Regions from separate parts of the Mus musculus genome. Here region 1 is linked to region 2. Evidence: chromatin contacts called from public Hi-C data. All regions are on one chromosome and are shown on one strand. The core of a region is the stretch at or near the end of the contact, and the rest is flanking DNA. Distances in the headings are between cores, read along the strand shown. Region 1 overlaps Dcakd (dephospho-CoA kinase domain containing). Region 2 holds the start of C1ql1 (complement component 1, q subcomponent-like 1).

Region 1 (2,700 bases), core at 195-2,694, 46 kb after region 2:
AGAGCTCTGCGTGAGGCTGAGGAAGGACCTGCGGCTGAGGACCCGCAGCTGGTGTCCTCAAGAGACTTCCCACCCACCCCCTTCCTGTGCTTCCTGCTCAGGGGTATGTGTGTGTGAGAGAGTGGGGATCGGCTGCAGGCTCCCTGCCTTCAGCCGGAAGCCCCTTCCCTGCCCGCACGTCCATCGGAAGCCTGCTCTCGCTCCGTCCCCCAGCCCCCCTTCCCGGAGGGCTGAGCTGTGGTGGAGCTAAATGATTCCCTGTAATTGGCCGGCAATCCAGCCGCCCGACTTGTTCTATCGACATGCTGGTTAGCTGGAAATTGTATTGGAATCTGAGTGATGGGGAAGGGAGGGGGTGGAGAGCAAGGAGAGGCGGCTCTGGGTCCCAGCTGGGTGCAGCTTCAGACAACAGCCGCATCCTCCCTTCCCTGAGGGGAGCAGGACACCACATCTCATTACCTTCACTCGGCCTCTCTGGCCATCTTCAAGGGCCTCTCCTGGCCATCCATGCAACCCCCCCTCGCCTGCAGTCATTTCTGCCGCCCAGTCCTGGAGATCGAGTGCCTTTGTGAAACAAGGGCCCCTGGGGAAAGACACTATCCTCCTGTCCAGTTACTCCCAAGCTTTCTCTTGCCCTGCCCCTTGTCCCATAGGATAGAGAAGTCATCTGAAGAGTTGTCAGTTAGGGCAGATAAAGGTGTCAGTACATCATCGTTGGGAATCCAGAATGGTGCTCACAGCACTGGGTTGCACCTGCCTCCACCCACCTCTGAAACCCGTGTAAATTCTGCCCCTACATCACCCACACCGTTTGCAGAACTGGGAAGATTTGAAGATGATACAGGCTGTGCTTTGGTCAAGTGCAAACCCATGATTAACCTTGGGCAAGTTGGACCAGGAGAGGGAAGCAGCTTTAGGGGCTGCCTGCATCCTTCAACGCTTGCCAAGAAGCAGGTGAGTGTGTGCACACAGCATCCTCCTGCTCCTCTTAGGGTGGTTGAAGCCCAAGCTAGGAACTGTGGCCCAGGGACAGGAGGAAGAGACAGACAGAGGCAAGATCTGGCTGGGCAACTCAATGGTGTCTAACCTCGTAATCTTGCTTTAGCTTCTCTAAGGCTGGGATTCCCAGCACGCACTTCTGCTCCGAGACTCCCATCTGAGACTTTTTGTTTTGTTTTGTTTTGTTTTGTTTTGTTTTTTTGTTTTTTCAAGACAGGGCTTCTCTGTATAACCTTGGCTGTCCTGGAACTCACTTTGTAGACCAGGCTGGCCTCGAACTCAGAAATCCACCTGCCCCTGCCTCCCAAATGCTGGGATTAAAGGCGTGGGCCCGGCGAGACTTTTTAATTGTTGCTCAGGATCAGAGAGGCTCTGAGGCAGTCTACTGTCCTGGGGGTGGGGGTGGGGGGTAAAGTTAAGGGCTCCGGCTTGGGCCCAGATCCAGGCTTGAGTGAGTGCTGCCACCTGCTGGCCACAGGGGAGGACACCTGCTCTGGAGAGGCACAGGTCCAGTGAGCCAGCCATTCCCCAAAGCCACCTTAGCCAGTGGTCAGGAGGGCAGCTGAGGTGTGGCCAGGGCCAGCACACAGCTACACTAGCTTCTGCACACCTTCCAGACCAGTCTGCTCTCACGCTCTGCATCATCTTAGATGCAGTTTAGAGAGGGGCTGAGGAAGTTCCTGCTTGAATTCCAAGGTTTTGCAAAGGTTTTTACTGTCCTCAACTTATCATGCAGAAACCAAAGGTAAGGAGACAGAGCTGGACCCCAGACCTGGGTCTCTGGCTCCTCCTGAGAGGGGACTCAAAGTCTGCAGTTCCGAGTCTGCACTCTCCTAACCAAATCCCTTGGTGGTCTGCTGTACACGCAGTGTCCCGCACTCCACAGGATTCCAGGATGGGTCTCTCAGTTACAGGGCACCGCTGGGGTTCACAACTCTGCTCTGCCAGGTTTCTGCTCGACCCCACCCACCCGAGGGAGCAGGCCACTGTGACACTCTGTGAGTGACAGCTCTTCACTGACCGTCCCAGCCCTTTTTTGTTGCTTGGAAATGTGCGGGGAGCTAATGAGCTGCTCTCCGAGGCTTAGGCAGCTCTGTGAAAGGGGCATTAAGAATGGCCACTGCTGCCTTCACATTAGTCACACTCATTTTTGGCCTTAATAGGCTGCTGCGAACAAGATCTACACATCAGCAGGTCTGTAGACGCCGGCCGGGAAGGCTGATGTCTGCACCGGTCTAATTGGGTTGGGGAAGAAAAAAAGCAGACCTGTGGCGAGTGTATGTGATCTCCCCACGGCTCCACCGACTTCCCAGAGGTGCACAGGTCTGACTAGAGTCCTATGCTTAGGCCCCCTCAGTGTGAACAAAGGCCAAGTGGAATTCAGTGGACATTTTAGAGCAATTCCATTTATTGAGCACCTGTGGGGCAGGCTGTGGTACACTAGAGTGGAGATGAATCGGCCCTGCCATCTAGAGGCGTACAGTCTGGGAGAACCCAACCAGGTTACGCGTTATTCTCTCGTGGATTTGGATGAGACAGGAAGGTGATCTCTATAGCACCTAACTCAGTCTGGGGCTGCTGGAGCCTGACCTGGGGCAGCCAGGGGTAAGATACTGCAGGGCAGGGAGCATGTGGGGAAGGCACAGAGGTAGGAGAGCTTGGGGCCTGGGGAATGCCGAGAGCACGGGGTGGTGGCTAGCT
Region 2 (2,700 bases), core at 90-2,589:
TCCTGCAGCCCTCCTCCTTCTTCTCCTGAGCGCACAGCCACTCGTCTTAGCGCCCTCCGGCGCGGAGACTGCTTCTCCTTATCCTTGCCCTAGAGCATCCTTGCTGTTCCCTTAAAGCCAGTCGGCGTCAGCTTGAATCTTAGCTCTCAAGAGAAATCAGCCTGAATCAGTCTCCCACGGGCCAAACCCCTACGGACCAGTTCGTGCGCCCTAGAGCCCTGTGATCTGACTAGTTGGATTTATCTTTACGCATTTCCACTCCGCGGGTGCCCTGTAGCCTCTCCCTTAAGAGCTCAAGCCCAAGGGTTGAAGACTCAGGGGTGCCCGCTAATTACAACCATTCTTCACATGATAGTTAAGGGGGCCGCTTTAGGGTCTCCACCTACGCCTGCCCGGTGTGCCTGTCGACTCTGATCCAATACGCATTCTCCTGGGGGCTCCCTGGGAGCCCTGCCCCCAGGTCAGCCCCACGCCCCCTCATGGCCCACCTGGCCGTTCTTGCAGAGGTCTGCCCACATACTGGTGCCGTCGCCGCCGCGCATGAGGACGTGGTAGGTGAAAAAGTAGGTGCCAGGAATGTTGCATGTAAACTTGCCGCTGGCCGCATCGTAGTTGTTGCCTAGGTTGGTGACCACGTCGTCAAACTTGAGCACCTCGTAACCCTCATGAGGGTTCTTGAGGCCGGCGTAGAAGGCCACGCGTGGCACCGTGGTATAGGTGGCCGTGCTGATGGCGCCGCTGCCTCCCGAACCCGGCAGGCCAGGAGGACCAGGCTTGCCTGGTTCACCCTTCTCCCCAGGCGGCCCCACAGGACCTGGAGGGCCCCGGTCTCCTGGAGGCCCCGGAGGGCCCGGCTTGCCCGTGCGGCCCGGCTTCCCCTGGGGGCCCTGCACCAGCGTGGAGGGCGGAGGCGCACCGCTCTGCTCGCTCAGAGCGTCGCCGCCGTCGGACCGCGCGCCGGCGCCGGGGCCCCGCGCGGGATAGGGGTCGCACACCATGCGGCAGGTGCCCAGCATCTCATAGTGGCCGTCCGGGCCGCCGGAGCTCACCAGCACCGGGATGAGCACCACCAGCACGAGCAGCATCACCACGCCCGCGGCGGCAGCCAGCAGGGTCTTCCGGCCGGCGCGGAGCCTTGGGAGAGCCGGGCCACCCGGCCGCGCCGTCGGGGCAATGATGCCGGCGGGTAAGGGGCGCGGGCGCGACGCCCGCGCTCAAGGGCGGTCCGGCGGGGCTGCGGGCATGGGGCCGGGGCCCGGGCGCCGCGCTGCGCTGCTTGCGCTGCGGAGCCCAGCAGCCGGCTCCGGCCTCGTGCTTCCCTCCCGCTGCGCTGCCCGACTGAACGCGGCCTCCCGCCTAGCGCCTAGCTCCTCCCGCCTTCCCTGGCTGGGGCCACTGCCTCCTCCGTTGGGCCCCGCCCACCCGCTCCGCGGGGCTCGGAGAGGGCGAGGGGTGGGGCTGCGGGCGGGGCAGGCGCCTAATTGGGCCGCGGAAGCCTCAAGGTGGGAGGGGCAGGGAGGGGCGGGGCTATGAGAGTGGTGGGCATCACGGAGGGAGCTGGAGATTGAGGCTCAGAATGGGGAAGGGGCTAGAGTCAGGAATGAGTAGGACCAAAGGGCAAGCGGAAGGAGGAGCCACAAGGAGAGGCAGAGAGCTCAGCGTGGCATTGAGATAGATGTTCCGTGGGTCAGTTCCGAGGAAAATCGTGACAGAGGGGCAAAGGACCACCACCTGCAGGAGGTCGAAGGATGCAACATTGCCCCCTGTCTGCAGGGGACAAAGAGATGTTGCAGGGGGTGGAGGGTTACAGAGTGAGGAACAAGAGAGTAGAACAAGAAAGAGGATGAGGGCTAAAGCCTGGAAGGAATACTGGGGAGGGGCGTTCCATAGGCACCCAGGCCTAGCATCCAGATAACCCGTCTGGATCCTTTGCTTTTAGGGTGCCCAGAGGGAATCTCTGAATTCTAATAGCAGCCTGACTTTTTATCTGATTCTAACTACTTCAGGGGCATTCTCTCCCAGGTGGCAGCGTCTTCAGCCCCTTCTTTTCCACTGCCCCAGGGGATATCTTCTAGGCTGCCTCTACCTGTGGCCTCTTCCATGAGGCCTTTTCTGATCTGAGCTACTAGCTAGACAAGTGGGAAATACGGACCCTGAGAAAATGAAGTACCCCTCCCATGTCATCTCTTAGTGTTAACCAGTCCTAGGTGGTTCTGCGTTTTCTAGCACTCCCCAGAAAGAGGGGGGTTGATCTCTCCTAGCCCCTTAGGGGACCCCCCTAACTCTTACCCCATCACGTTCTTCTAGTGCAGGAAAATGTTTAGGTTGCATAAACTGAAATGTGTCTGCTTCCATCAACATATTTGTCATATTCTGTGAGTCCCAGCTCAAGCTGTGTTCCTCCTTCACCCTCCTTTATCCGAGGAGGAGGGCTGTGTCTTTCTGAGGCCTCTGGCCACGATAAACAACAACACTCCAGACTCATTCTTTTTGCCTGCAAGACTCCTCCCAGTTCACACTCCCACCGCCGACCTCCCACTGTCCATTTGATTCCCTGATTATCCCTACCTAAAACTGAGATGCCAGAATAACCAATGGTAGAAGTGGGGGTGGGCGGGACGCTGCCAGAGAGGACTTTCCAAATACTAACCCGGGTCAGCATGACATCCATCACCAAGGAGGAGGGAGCTAAGACAAACT

What was found. A called contact is a pair of places that touch in the nucleus more often than the background predicts.
Region 1: a Hi-C map of the N1E-115 cell line shows a contact between it and region 2, with 6 times the contacts expected there. The contact joins the enhancer-like site here to the promoter of C1ql1 in region 2. A contact is called at or near these places in 10 of 39 promoter capture datasets (the HPC-7 cell line, cranial neural crest, embryonic stem cells and 5 more), 1 of 15 datasets of contacts at CTCF or cohesin (stem cell-derived epiblast-like cells), 20 of 484 Hi-C or Micro-C datasets (the AML12 cell line, the G1E-ER4 cell line, the N1E-115 cell line and 13 more), 12 of 115 datasets of contacts at active chromatin or transcription factors (SST interneurons, bone marrow-derived macrophages, embryonic basal ganglia and 8 more) and 4 of 9 other capture datasets (adipose tissue, embryonic stem cells, liver and 1 more).

What each region holds. Positions count from the first base shown.
Region 1 is chr11:102,991,662-102,994,361 of GRCm38.p6, forward strand. It overlaps Dcakd (dephospho-CoA kinase domain containing), which reads right to left. Exons shown (of 5, transcript NM_026551.3): 5 at 2,395-2,700. It overlaps Gm34620 (a long non-coding RNA gene), which reads left to right. Exons shown (of 4, transcript XR_389059.4): 2 at 1-103; 3 at 818-954. Among named protein-coding and RNA genes, the nearest start is that of Gm34620, 3.1 kb to the left of the region's middle. Within about 2 kb of position 1,445, at least 17 of the 459 cell types and tissues checked have an H3K27ac peak or open chromatin away from gene starts, as enhancers often do. A contact at or near this core is called in the N1E-115 cell line, cerebellum and trophoblast stem cells, where this site is marked.
Region 2 is chr11:102,945,377-102,948,076 of GRCm38.p6, forward strand. C1ql1 (complement component 1, q subcomponent-like 1) reads right to left here and starts at 1,340. Exons shown (of 2, transcript NM_011795.3): 1 at 489-1,340. The coding sequence starts at 1,085.